Linked DNA regions of Mus musculus: all the other regions are linked to region 1. The links are chromatin contacts, called in public ChIA-PET, HiChIP or PLAC-seq and promoter capture Hi-C maps. All regions are on one chromosome and are shown on one strand. Each heading gives the region's core, a stretch centred on a gene start, on an enhancer-like site or on the middle of the called end of the contact. The rest is flanking DNA. Distances are from core to core; before and after follow the strand shown.

Region 1 (2,700 bases), core at 70-2,569:
TGAGTCCCACCTCCTGTTTTCTCTGATTGGTGGTTTAGTCCCAGGGAGCTCTGGGGGTGCCGGTGAGCGAGGTTGTTTCTGCGTTGATGCAGTAGCTGTTTCAGGAACATTGGCTTGATATTTAATCCAGTCTTGGGAAGATAATTGAAAAGCCAGGAGGACATAATTGGAGCTGGGTTTCTATACTTCAGCATTCTTATCACGTTTATCAAGTAATTCTACCCAATCTGGTTGTGTGGAGTAAATATAGTATTCATTAATGATATCTGGTACCTGTTACACATACTAATTGTTTATATAATGGGAGGAGTAATCTCAGAAACACGTTCCTTTCCCATTCACCAACAATTAACTGTGGGATGTTTGTTCTAACTACCATTAGAATCACGTTCCAGTGGTTTTGACAACCGCTTTAAACTCTACTATATGCTAAATTTAGAATCGCTATCACAACCAAAATCACTGTCAGGCTGGATAGGATGGGAAAGAACGCAGAGAAGGAATCGCTTGGCTCTTGGGAGATGGGGACGGTAAACTTTACTCTTAGAATCACAAGACAGTTTAACACAAAAAGAGAGAATCTTCTCTCAGCAAAGATCTGCCAGCCCTAACTCTAGTTACTGTCAATGGATTCACAACGTAAAATTCAACTTGCTCCCTCTGGCTAGGGCCTCTGGCAACCCTCTTCATGGCGATCTGGGCACCTAGGTAGGCGTTCTCATGCCCAAACACCATCATTTCGCTGGTCTGTTCTGGAAACTGACCGCACTTTGGCTACTCTCAGCCAGTTTACTGGCACCCACAAGTTAAAGCGAGAATTTTCCTGACAGATGCAAGGGTGAGGGCCTGGGCGCCTAAGGACTTGGCGCAATCCTCCCTGGGCCTGGCCGGTGAGGAGTGGGATAGCAACTGGCTGGTCCCGGGGGCGGGGCGAAGAGGGGCTGACGCTCGTCCTCCTACAAGCGACACCTTGCAGCTCGTCCCCCTCCGATCCGCGCCCTGGGAGTGGCTTGCGGCTGGGGAGGGTGACCCAAAGCGAGTGTCAATTCTCATCACAGTCCCGCGATCCAGGGCCAAGTGCAGGGGCGGGAGGGCCAAGGTGGGCACCGGGTCGCCACCTCGAGCGCCCCTGCGGTGGCCCAGGGCAAGGGCGCACGGGTAGCCGAGAGTCCGAGGGCGCCGTGGGAGTCCGCGTCCGGATCCCTGCACCCGCCCGAGGGCGCAGCCCGCCGCGCAGTGGGAGGCAGCGAGGCGGGGACCGGGCGGGGACCAGGCGGGGGCGGAGCGGAGCTTCCCGCCGCCTCGTCGCCTTCGTCCTCCTACTCTGAGCCGCCGCCTCAGCCCGGCAGAGCAGCGGGAGTCCGCGGCGCCCGCTCGCTGCCGCGGGATGGGGAGCTAGCGCCACGGCGGCCGCGGTGGCCGCAGCACAGCCAGCCGCCGCCCCCGGGCCTGTCCCGTCGGGTGCTCCGGGAGCCCCGAGCCCGGCCCCGAGCCAGGCCCACGGGCGGCGGCGGCGGCAGAGCTGGGCAGGTGTCTGCGGCTGGAAGATGGCGCCCTCGGGCTCGGGCGGCGTGAGGCGGCGGTGCCGGCGGGTGCTCTACTGGATCCCGGTGGTGTTCATCAGCTTGCTGCTGGGCTGGTCCTACTACGCCTACGCCATCCAGCTGTGCATAGGTGAGTGGGTGCCCGCGTCCCGAACCCCACACGCTGTCCCCTCGCGGTCCCGGGACTACAGCCCCGCTCTGCGATTGCTTCCACTCTGTGCATCCGCTGGGTTCTCCCCACCCCGCCGCGCGCCCTGGGCGCTTCCCAATACCTGCTTGCCTGCCGCCCCAAACCTCTCTCCCCACCACCACCACCCCAAGCGGAGGTCAGCCGGCCTCCTGGAGACCTCCTGCACTCTGTCACTCCCTTGGTCTCCCCTTGCCGCTTTTGGGTTACTGGGTCACCTCCACCCCAGGACGCACGGCCAGGAGTACCCCCTTCTGCCTTTTACTCACCACTGCCACCCCAGCCACACCCTCTCACCGAGCAGGACAGAACAGGGGACCACTGTGGTCACTGAGGCTGGGAAGCTGCCCTGGAGGCCGGAGAAGCTGCCCTGAAGGCTGGGCCAAGAATCAGAGCTGCGCCAGATATGCGATGGGGAAACACTGGCCTTAACCTCGCTCGGATGGCAGAGCCAGCTTCTTTTCTGATGGCCATAGACCCACTTTTTAAAAAATGATAACAGTACTCACGAGCGTTGTAACCGCCTGTGTGGTTTGAGGGTTGATAATTAGCCACTTTCTAATTCAAAAGGAGGCAGGAAGGGCGAGCCACTAGAAAGTATCTTTCGAAGACCTGTGAGAAATATAGAAGACTATAGTTTAGATGCTGGGAAAATAGAGAGCGGGGCAGGAAAACCATCATCTGAAGTGCATAGCATCCAGAGAACCAAGTGCCCCAGTCCAAGATAAAGCTCCTGAATTGGTGGGTGGGGCACTTTCAGCACTGAAGATTTGTTTTTTTAAGGTTGATTATTCATAAGCAGGGAATACAGTTATGAAGCTTAATGTAAACTTTCTGCCTTAGGAGGTTCCGTGAAAGCTGATGTGTGTTATCAGGAAGAAATGTTCACACAGGGGATGACTCTTCTGCCAGGGATACGTGAATATTTTGTCTGATGTTTACCCACTGAACTTACTAACCTTTGCCCTA
Region 2 (2,700 bases), core at 49-2,548, 820 kb after region 1:
ACCCTGGGTTTGATTTCCAGCAGTGTACTGATTCATTTCCTTAAGGTATCGTATGTTTTTATGTATACAAGCTACATTGAGGTGGAATGCTACACTTCAGCATTCCACAAGCAGAAGGATCTGAAGTCAGAGATTTGAGGCCAGCCTGAGATACAAGAGACGTTGCCTCAGAAACAGGATAAAAACGAATACAGAAGGCTATGGACACAGTAGTAAATTGCCCTGGGCAGGAAGAGTTTAGTTGATAGGAACCGTGGTGCTCTGAGAGAGTTGTAGTATTTTGTTTTGTAAACAATTTGTTGGTAATTGTGTGGAGCAATTTATTGTGGAAAAACAGAAACCTATTCTTTCTCAATTACATTATTTTACATTTAAAAAAATCCTATTTTAGACATTTAGAAGCTGTCTAAAAACAGAATGTGTATGCATGCAACTAAAATCGACAGGTAGTCTTAACTTCGGAGCCTGGCATATTGAAAGCCTTGCAACTTAAAAAAAAAAAGTTTTGTTTTGTGCTGTTTTTATGACACTATTTATCCATTTATTAACCTTAACACAGCCGTTAGCAAGAATATAAATTAAACAGGATTTCAAAGACTATCCGTTCAGCGAAAATTTCACAAGATTAAACTCTGTTTACAACTACTTCTTTCTACCAACAAAGTAGCGGGACAGCGTTCCAAGTGGCAATGACCACTGACAATCTTATTTATGATTCTTCCACCGACTAAGCACACATGACATACTGATTTAATATCCTTGCTAAAATTAGGGGTTAGATTGTAAAGGCTCATCAGTATCCTTCGTGATAGGAAAGTGGGTAGGAATGCACTACAAGGGTTCCCAGTCTTCCGGTCTCCATCTGGAAGCTCATGCCTCCACAGAAAATTAGAAAGCGCCCGGAGACTTGCAGTGAGCTAAAGCACTTATAAACCCCACAGGCCTCAAGCCTTAAAAAACACAGCGGAGCCATCTGGCAGGCGCACAGCACACTGGGATTTGTAGTTCCGTTTCTTTTGGCTACCCAGTTGAGTGGGCATTCTGGGATGTGTAGTTCCCAGGTTGTTCGTCTGCACAAATCTTTTCCTGACTAGAGGGGCGGTACGTGACTCCACGGAAGGCCCGAGCGTCACGTGACTCAGGTCACCGCACGCCCGGAGTTCGCACTGCGGCTCCAGCCCCGGCGAGTTCTCGCCCCCGCGCAGCCGTTGCCGAGGAGACCGCGCTCGTCTCGCGGAGCGTTGCGCCCCCCCCCCCCTCTGCAGTTCCCCCGCCCCCCACTCTTCTCCCACCACAATGAGGTCCTAAGATGGCGGTGGCTGCGGCGGTTGGCGCCTAGTTAGCTAATGTAGAGAAGGCGGCCATTGGGGCTTTGGGCAGTCGAGGGGGATTTGTGGGCCTCCCTTCCGCGGTCTTGGAGGAAGAACCGCTGCCGGCGGCGGCTCCTGGAGGGGCGGCCGACCGCCACTCGGCCCTTGGCAGGAGGGGCGGCTTCGTTTCCAGGTAACGCGGCCCTGGGCCACCGCGGGCCGGAGCACAGGGTGGTTCGAGGCGGGCGCGGCGCTGGAAGCGGCCTGGGGCCACGCCTGCCCGTTTTAACTCTGAGGTCCCATGGCTGCGCGATCCTTCCCCACCCCCAGGCTGTCATCGGCTCCTCTCGGCGCCGACTGACACGCTAGCTCTGGCGAGCGTCTGGGACGACGCTGGCTGGCGCCTCCACGATCTTGGGGCGTCCCATGTGAGGACCGCTCGCCCGGTGCTGGAGATTTCACCCCCCTCCAGGGTGGAGGGGAAGGTTGCCTTGTAGTTCGGGGTGATGAGTTCCGAAAGAAACTGGCCTTGGCGGCCCGAGGCCCCGGGGACCGCCATCCCTCCCAGCCCACCCGCCGAATTCCATCCTGGGAGGGGTCCCGGGCGGCCCGGATCCTCCTGGGTGCAGAGAGTCTGTGGCCCGGGAGTTTTCTGCGGTCCCTTTTATTCTTGGAGCAGGAAGGCCCCTGGAGGCGTTCCTGACTCCTGCTAGTAGGTTCTTTTCGCTAAGAAAATGTTAATTTAATAATCCTTCTCCGCGCTCCTCCCACTGCCCCTTCTTCACCCCTTCGGGAAGATCCAGTTTCTTTACATCTAGAATGGGTGGTGGGGGGGCGAGGGGGAGACTGGGGATGGGTGGGTGGGAGGGAAGCGAGATGTCCAGTGGGATTCTGGCAGCCTGGCTTGCTTTGCAGAGACTGCTGTTAAGGATTAGGTGTTCGGCCCCCCTGTGGGGGCGTCTGCGTGAACCAACTTTTCCTCTCGCGCTAGCCTGGTCCAAACCCAAAACAAAACACAAAACGTTTTTTTCCTCCCCTTTCTTTCATGGCGGTATTAGGATTGGTGTGGGAACTACGGGTGACAGATCGTGCTTTGGCGCTTAGAAGAAGCGGGCTTTCTGGGTGCCCCTACCGCCTCCTACCCCCGCCCCATAACCGCTTTCCAGACCCCGCCTTCGGTGTTCTCTGGTTACTAGAGCCGGTGTTCAAGAGCTTTTTGTGCACCTGCTTCTGCCTTTTCCCTATCACCTTCCTGGTCAGGGCCACTGGCTGGCGTCGTTAATACCGAATTTCGCACTTGAAGGTACACCTCGGTAAATGTAGTTAAAAAAAAAAAAAGAATTCTCATGCCTAAAGCTTTTTTAAAAAATAAGAGAGTAACAAGTTCTTG
Region 3 (2,700 bases), core at 152-2,651, 710 kb after region 1:
ATCCAGGTGTTTGGTATATACAAAACTCTTCGCTCCATCCATTGAACAAGGGGGTGGGTCACGGGGGGGGGGGGCCGGGGCAGTGGAGAGAGGGTTCAGGTGAAGATCGATACAACATTTTAAAAGTATTTTAAACTAAATTCTATGCCTTTTTTAAAAAAACAGGGCAGGAACAGGTTTTCTTGCATAACTTTTCTTATCGATACAGTTCTTGAGAAATAAATCTGTAAACAAGAAGTTTAAACACACCCACACAACAGAGTACAGATTGCCCTAAAGGGATTGCTGGAGAGAACGGGGATGAACTATTTAAACTGATAACCTATTTGTAAAACATTCCTTACAGAGGTCATATGTTTAGCGGGGGCCCGACCCCACCTCTTTTTTGCCCTCCCACAAGTTGTCTCCGGATCCCCGGAATCCACTCCCACCCCCACCGCGCTGTGATTTGATACCTTGATTGAACTCCAATCACCTGGCAGAACATGAAAGCTCGCTTTCCTCCTGTTTTGCCTAAGACTCTGGTTTTAAGACAAACAAAATACACTGGATTTCCTCTGGTAGAACACAAGACAATTTAAAAGTAGCATTTTGCAGAGTGAGTGCCAGTATGCAAGCTATGTTTACAATTCAATGTGTCACTTTTACAAGTGAAAAGTGAACAGATCACCCTAGTTGGGGGGGGGGGCGCAAAGACTTCGCGGAAATTCGAGCTAAGTCCTCTATTGAGTAATCAATACGGCGACCCTCAACGTGGGCTTTCCCTTAGAGTTTGTAAGAACCCGCAGGCTGCAGGGAGTAAAACCCGCATGAGGACCTGGGGAACTGCACTAATTCCCTTTCTCCCATATTTTCTGCCCTGACTGCTTAGTGGGAATGGACCCCGGCAAGTCGCCCAGCCGGAAGCCTGAGGCTGCCAGGTCCAGAGCCAGAATCCAGCGCTTGGTGGGCGGCTTTCCACCGAGGATGCAAACTTGACAGTTGTCCTTTATCCACAATAAACCCACCGCCTCGGTCACTTTCAAGGTGACAGCAACTGCAGCCCGCTGTCCTGCAGGAGCCCCGCGGGTCCCACGTGAGCTCAGCCTCCCCACTCCTCCTACTTTGAAACCCACTAGGACACCCGCCCCCCTCCCCGGAAAGCCAGTCCGGTCACCGTGAGTGCGTTGCAGTCGCCGCTCCCCAGCTCCTCGTTCTCCGGAGGTCCCCACCGCGGCCGGGATGGGCGACGGAATGGGATCCACTCCGCGCTTGCCCGCAGAGCCGGGGAGCCAGCCCTGGGGGGAGCCACGGCGTTCTGCACCCTCGGCGGGTCCTGCCTTGGAGACGTCTGTACCTGGGGCTTGCAGATCGACCCCAACCCGCACCAGCACCCTGGCGGCCAGGCGGGAACCGGGAACCCGGAGCCCGGGCGTCCCAGCCTCCCCGCCCCGGGCCGCCAGGGGGAGGAGCGAAGGCGGAGGATCCTGGGCTGGGTGGCCTCGCCCCTCGCCCGCGGCGGCTCCTAGAGCCCAGACAAAGGCCAGGTTGCGGGGGGGAGAGGGGGGCAGAAGGGGCAGTGCCCCCCAAAAAAACTAACCTGAGAGACGAGCAGGGGTTCCTTGAGGCACGATGACTCCCGCGGAGCTCCACTACGGTCGCCAGCCGGGTCGGGCTCCCTGGCTAAACGTCAACATAAGCCACAAGCCCCGGGCGTACGTCCTGGATCGCGCTGCACCTGTTGCCACGTGTGTCGCAAAGCCACCGCTGCTGACTGCGCGCTTGGCTGGCTGTCCCGCGCGACCCCAAACCATTCACGTCCTGGTGGGAAAGCTAAGCTCTGCCAAGCCCAACTTTGGGGCCCCAGGACCGTCGGACAGGCTAGCTAGCCAGAGGGAGGATTGGCTCCTCCTGGGTCCCCTCGCAGCCAGAATTCCCTGTCCCGCGAAGGGCTTTGGAGTTGGGAGGTGGGGAAGTTGCAGGCTTATCAGCGTAAGGGTTTATAAGGAAGCAGCACTGATTGTTCTCGGAGAGTCCCACCTGCGCCCTATATTGTCTTCAGACTTCCGAGCAGATTACTAGCGAGCACCTATTAAAGATTAAAGAAACCAGCACTCCGACTGTTAGAAGTTCAGATGGGGGTGGGGTTGGGGTAGTGGGAGAAGCTAGGAAGAGAAGCTAGGTCTGGCCACTTGAAAGCCAAAGTCCTTGTTCTTGAATCAAACTGAGGAAATTTCAGCCTCCACTAAGCATATTTTAATATAAGGTTTTTTCCCTAAAGATTGATAGCCTGCTTGTAACAGATAAAAACATTCCTGAACATGTCAGACAACCCAGAACTCTAAGTTTAATGTATGCATGTGTGTATACATATATAAAACTACGTGGCCTGGGATTGCTGAAAAAGCATTTTCAGTACATTTCTTGGAGCGCAGAGGCGGGGGACGGGGGTGGGGGTGAGGGAGCAGAAGCAGCATTTCAGAGGTTGCCTATACCACGAATGCTGGATGATCTAATAGCTTTGCTGTTTATAGCTTTAAGTGCTTTCACGTGAACAATGATCCATTCTTCGCTCACAAGTAGACCCTGCTGTAAATAGGTTAGATTATTATCTCTATTATTTGAGTGAGGCAACCGAAGCTCAGAAAAGCCAAGTGACTTGCACATGGTCACACTGTGAGGGCAGCCAAGGCAGGCACAAACCCAGCCGAGCAGGCCCGA
Region 4 (2,700 bases), core at 54-2,553, 590 kb after region 1:
CTCACTCAAAGCACTTCCCCCTGGTTCCAGACAGGGTCTGCAGTACGTAGTCCCTGACACCCTTCTAGAAAAGCCCTGTAAACAAATACTAATTACCCTTGTTGCTGCACAGGGAGGAGAGAGGCACATTTTGCTGCTAGGGCAGCCCATTTTCCAGCTCCGGTCTCTCCAACTCCCCCACCCCCTGCACTGTCCAAGAAGCGCACAGGTGGCCACGCCTCCCACCCATCCGTCCGTCCGGGTCTGCCTACATTCAAAGCTCCACAGGGAGGAGCGCCATTGGCCCTGGTGGCCTCCCCGCCTGTCCCGCAGGTTACTGCCTCAGACTCCTCTCTCTCCTCTCTGAAGCTGATACTGCAGCTTCTGTCTCTGGCACAAGCAACGGATGATTACTTAAAGCCACAGCCCTTCATTTATGAGAAACGAGAGCCAGACATTATCCTGATCGATTGGCACTTACTTAATATCAGCGGGGGCAGAGGAAACAGAAACGGGACCCTCTCTGCGTGGATAATGGAGTTATTTTTAGATGTGTGAGCCTTTTTACTCCGCTCTCTAATTGAGGTCATTAGATTATCGCACTCACTAATAGAAAAAGGGGGTTTGCTCTTCAGAACCCATATACTAAAGGCATGATGAACCTCATGGTGAAGGGCACCCAGGGGGCCCTGCTGTGATTTAGAACTTTAAATAATATTACAATAGAGTATAGTTCATTGATAATACATGGGTATTGGGGATTACATATATTTGAAATCACCAGTCAGGAATTCCAAATTTCAAAAATAAACGATTGCTTTTGTAATGCAAAAACTAAAGTTTGAGAACAACAAAATAATAACCCACAGATACAATGTTTTTCTCTTTTCTCCCCTTCTTACGGGTCTCATACTTGCTTTCCTTTGCCCCAGTCTCCCAAGTTCTGGGATTACAGGCACGTGCCACTACAGCCTGACTATTCGAGTACTGTCACGTCAAGCCTTAATTTTATTCAAATGCTTTGGATAAATGGCAGAGTCTGTCAGTGGCGTGAGAGAAAAGCGGGGACAGCTCTATTAGACATGAAACTGTGACCACGCTTCAGAGTCCCCTTTCCCACAGCAGCCAAGTTGCAAACAAAAGGGGGTAAAAGGACAAGGAAATCTTACCACTTGCACAAGAAAACGGAAAGGAAGATGGCAAAAGCTGACGCTACTGATGCTTATCTCTAAAGGACTCTGGAAAGCCACACCTCCCTCCCTCCAGAAACACCCGAGGGAGGGGTGGTTAGCTTATTAGTGGACTTCAGGAGGCAACAGATTTCAGTGAGTGTTGACATCTGTCCTAACTCACTTCCCTAAACCACACTCAGCCTTCTCCAGCAAGATCCAGCGTGAGGACATCAAGGTCAGTTGTCACTGTGTCTCAATGGCCGGAAGTGGGGGTGGGGGAAAGCCAGCCCACTCTTCCTTCACAATGGCTTTTTGCCCTTGGTGTCACCTTTGCTTCTAGTCCTGGTTCTTTAGAGCCCAGTACGCAAGCATAGAAGGGGTTTCTTTATACCCTAGAGGGCTGTTATTCAATATTTTCTGTGTATAAACTCCCTTCTCTTTTGAGTATGTTACAAATGACACTGGGACTGAAGGTGGAGCTCAGGTAGCACCCATACATGAGGCGGAATTTCTTCCTCCAGCAAATACAGCATACATACATACGTGTAGCAAGCATGAGTGGGTGCTAGCCTGTGTGCTTGTGTGCGCTCCCATGGACTAGAATTGCCTAGCTCCTGTTTAGCATCCCGAGATCTTCCATCCAAGTCAAAAGCTATCCTTCCCAGAATCCATGCTACCCTCTTGGGATGACGGGCTTTCTTAACCTGACTCATTTTATACACTTTCTGGAAAGCCAACATCCCCTCCCCCCAAATGCCCAGAAGGGACATTTATCTTTCTGAATTATGAGTTATTACTCATATAGCTAAGCACATTTTATATCCTATACCATAATGATATGTAAGAAAATTAAGACATAGCTCCTGCCTTCAAGGAGCCTGGTACTTAGGAGGGCAATGTCCAGGACCAATTCTTTGGTCATCAATCAAAGCAGATGACATCATCTGAGGCGAAGCAGCGCAGGACTATGGGAAACCCGGGGCTTTAATATGATCTACTCAAAAATGCAGACCACAGAGCCCAGACTCCAACAGACATACTATTAGTTTCTGCATGACTGTCTGGGTTGCCTGCCCTTTAAATGTACTTCTTATTTACTCAAGATGATAAAATACATTCTGGCAGTTAGAGACCGATTTTTTTTTCCAGCTGCTTAGATTAGTGTCTCTGTCATAGATGATAAACCATTTATAATCCAGAGAAGAGGTTTATTTGATTATCTTTGTACTATAACATGCAACCCCACCCTCGCCCCACAGACATACACACACAGTGAGACTAGAGAGAAAGGTGGAAATCCACACGAAGATGCTTTCAAACTCATGCATTAAATATATGAAGCGCTTTAAGGAAAAAAAAAAAAAACTCAACAACAACGGGATTCTCCGTAATTTAATTAGGGTCTCTGGGATGCAAGCACTTAGTGGCTGGCTGTCGTCCCGCCAGTGTGCCTGACTTCTGCAGGCTACTGAATGGCATCAGCAACACAGGAACTATTACAGGAAAGAGCTGCAGAGAGTTCATACTTTTATCATTGTGGACACTTCCT
Region 5 (2,700 bases), core at 102-2,601, 950 kb after region 1:
TTTTGTACATACTATGTGGGTTTTGGTCACTGAAATTACTCTGTATACCATTCTGCATTCTACTTTGTGTTGTGTGGTGTTTTTCAGACAAGGTTTCTCTGTGTCCATTGTTGTCCTAGAACATTCGCCTACCTCTATCTCCCAAGTGCTGGGATTTAAAGGCGTGTGCCACCCTCTGCCCTGATGTGCATTCTACTTTTATCTACTAAGTATCTATTCTAGTGGCTGGCTAATTTTCTCTCTCTCTCTCTCTCTCTCAAATTCAAAAAAGCATTTCTCCTTCTAGGAATAAAATTAAAAGAACTCCTGCTGCTCCCATTTCCAATGTCTTGCCTCTTTTCAAAATTCTTGTCATCTGGCACAGGTAAGGTGCATCCAGGTTCCTAGTTATCAAATCTGGCAACAAAACAGTCTTCAATTCTATAGCCTTTATAGAATCGATCTATGAAATGTCGCTGTCGGGCTTTGACCTAGAGGCTGAACTTAGAAATGTTTCTGGGAACAACGATGTGACCTCTGGCTACATTTTTCACTCCAGGGCTATACTTCCTCTTCTAGTAAATACAAGAATCATGTTAGTTCCTCACAGTCTCTTGCGGATATATAAAGTCTGTGGCATTGTGACTTGGTCGAGCAGCACCACGGTACAGACAGACATTCCATGCCTGGGCGTGAAGGCCACAGCCAGTACAGCCTTCTTAGGGGGGCGGGGTGGGGGTGGGTTCCCATCATCTGGGCTAAGACTGCATGTGACCCATAGCTTCCTGCGATGGTTTCTTCAGGAAAAAGCACTAGGTAACCAGGCAGAAAATACTACGGCCACCAGTCAATCGTTAGCTTTTTCTCTGGAGAGTTCCGCCTACAGTAGCTGGTAATCTCAAATATAAGATTGGAGAATGCGTGAATCCTACACAGTTGTTCTTGAAAGTTAGAACTTCCCTAAAATGTGTACTCGGTCCATACAGCAGCAAAGCCACTTAGCCCGGGGTTCACAAGCCACATTTGCACCCATACTCCGCGGGACCGAACCAGAGTTCCCCCGACGCCTCACGGAAGATACAGACCGCGAGCAGGTGTCCCTCACCCGCCCCGCCACAGCTGCGCCCACCTCCCCCTGAGCCCGCGCCTGCACCCCCATCTGTGCCTCGGCTGGAGCTCACCCACCGGCGGCACATCCTGTGCCTGGGCGCAGGTGACTGCCGCGGCTAGGACCCAGGTGAGAAGACTTTGGCCCCGCATCTTCCCAGCTGCAAGCGCCGCTCCGAGGGACTCTAGCAGCAGCTGCAGCAGGGACCACCTCCACCAGCAGCAGGCCGCACCCCAACGCGTGATCAGCGACCCTGGGCCACACCATGCACGGCAGGGGACACGCCAGAGATAGAGGCGCCGGGCCGAGTCCCTAGAGCGGAGTCCGCGCACAGGGCCGAGAGGGGCTGCGCCCCCAGCACGCCACGCAGTGGTTTCGTCCAGCCTTAGCCGCACCCCGGGGCGGGACTTCCAGTTTTCCTCTGGCCTTCACTCGTTTGGAGCGCGGGGGCCGGGGCAAGACGCTGGTGCTGGAGGATTTCTGAGGGCGGACGCCGACTGACTCGGGAGAGGTTGGCTCCTAGGCGTCGCGGTTCCTGAGCCCACCAAAGGGACAGAGTTTCAGAGCATAGCGTCAGACCTAGTTTGCCTTCTGGGGAAGGCTGGCTCCAAGTGAGTCACTCAATCCATCCATCCTGCCCGAGGGATCACAACCAGAGAGGACAAGTGTCAGGGTCAGAAGTTTCATCTCTCGGGTACTCTAGGTACTTAAGGCACTGCTAAATCCTAGGATTTAGATTTTAGTTTCTTGCTGTTATGTCCGGGGTTGGAGAGGTTGAAGGGGTGGGACCTTCATCGATGTATTTGTCGCCGCGTTACTCAACTCCTGTTTTCCTTTAGCTCGTGAGAAGCCAGTTGGTCCAGCGGACCTAAACCTAGGACAGGTACTTGGTACTTCATAGTCTACTTTGAAAAGCAGATAAAAGTGAAATACTTGCTTGGCTTTTACCTTGGACAAGGCTCTCCATAATAGGATGAGTTATCTAGAATCCAACAGGAAAAAAATGCCTCTAGATTTACATTTTCTGCTTCGACGACAGGCATCTCAAGAAGTTTGGAGGCTTTTAAAAAAATGCTTCTATAAAACTCACTCAGGACCATTAAAATCCTATTTTAATTCTCACCCCCGACTCCTGTGCTGGGGATCCGAGTATTTTTCCTTTTTGGTGTAAAAAACACCTAAATTTGGAGGCAAATGATAAATAAGTTGGCTTTTGTTTGTTTGTTTTTTGTTTGTTTGTTTTTGAGGAAGTTTAGATGTTGATACACAACACAGGATTAAGAAACACTTAGAGGGCCGGGCGGTGGTGGCGCGTGCCTTTAATCTCAGCACTTGGGAGGCAGAGACAGGCGGATTTCTGAGTTCAAGGCCAGCCTGGTCTACAAATTGAGTTCCAGGACAGCCAAGACTATACAGAGAAACCCTGTCTCAAAAAAAAAAAAAAAACAACAACAACAACAACAAAACAAAACAAAAAAAAACAAACAAACAAAAAAAGAAATCTTACTTAGGTAAGCAAGATTGGAAAATACTTACTTTTTGAAGGGGGACACTGAGGACTGTTTTAGACAGCAACCTGAGGCAGAAAGCTGTCTTCAGTCACTGACTCTGGC

What was found. Promoter capture Hi-C pulls out the DNA fragments that hold promoters and counts their contacts. ChIA-PET counts read pairs in DNA pulled down with a chosen protein or histone mark. HiChIP or PLAC-seq counts read pairs in DNA pulled down with a chosen protein or histone mark.
Region 2: a promoter capture Hi-C map of the HPC-7 cell line shows a contact between it and region 1, with 12 times the contacts expected there. The contact joins the promoter of Pcm1 here to the promoter of Zdhhc2 in region 1. A contact is called at or near these places in 5 of 39 promoter capture datasets (the 3T3-L1 cell line, the HPC-7 cell line, embryonic stem cells and 2 more) and 1 of 115 datasets of contacts at active chromatin or transcription factors (astrocytes).
Region 3: an H3K27ac HiChIP or PLAC-seq map of extraembryonic endoderm stem cells shows a contact between it and region 1, with 6 times the contacts expected there. The contact joins the promoter of Mtus1 here to the promoter of Zdhhc2 in region 1.
Region 4: an H3K4me3 HiChIP or PLAC-seq map of the SCID.adh cell line shows a contact between it and region 1, with 6 times the contacts expected there. The contact joins the promoter of B430010I23Rik here to the promoter of Zdhhc2 in region 1. A contact is called at or near these places in 2 of 115 datasets of contacts at active chromatin or transcription factors (the SCID.adh cell line and pancreatic cancer cells).
Region 5: an RNA polymerase II ChIA-PET map of effector CD8 T cells shows a contact between it and region 1, with 9 times the contacts expected there. The contact joins the promoter of Asah1 here to the promoter of Zdhhc2 in region 1. A contact is called at or near these places in 2 of 115 datasets of contacts at active chromatin or transcription factors (astrocytes and effector CD8 T cells).

What each region holds. Positions count from the first base shown.
Region 1 is chr8:40,422,496-40,425,195 of GRCm38.p6, forward strand. It overlaps Zdhhc2 (zinc finger, DHHC domain containing 2), which reads left to right and starts at 1,320. Exons shown (of 13, transcript NM_178395.4): 1 at 1,320-1,674. The coding sequence starts at 1,548.
Region 2 is chr8:41,238,461-41,241,160 of GRCm38.p6, forward strand. It overlaps Pcm1 (pericentriolar material 1), which reads left to right and starts at 1,299. Exons shown (of 38, transcript NM_023662.3): 1 at 1,299-1,503.
Region 3 is chr8:41,132,325-41,135,024 of GRCm38.p6, forward strand. Mtus1 (mitochondrial tumor suppressor 1) reads right to left here and starts at 1,402. Exons shown (of 14, transcript NM_001005863.2): 1 at 1,157-1,402.
Region 4 is chr8:41,016,435-41,019,134 of GRCm38.p6, forward strand. B430010I23Rik (RIKEN cDNA B430010I23 gene) reads left to right here and starts at 1,304. Exons shown (of 3, transcript NR_015457.2): 1 at 1,304-1,386. All of the region lies in intron 6 of Mtus1 (mitochondrial tumor suppressor 1), which reads right to left.
Region 5 is chr8:41,373,346-41,376,045 of GRCm38.p6, forward strand. It overlaps Asah1 (N-acylsphingosine amidohydrolase 1), which reads right to left and starts at 1,352. Exons shown (of 14, transcript NM_019734.3): 1 at 1,165-1,352. The coding sequence starts at 1,239.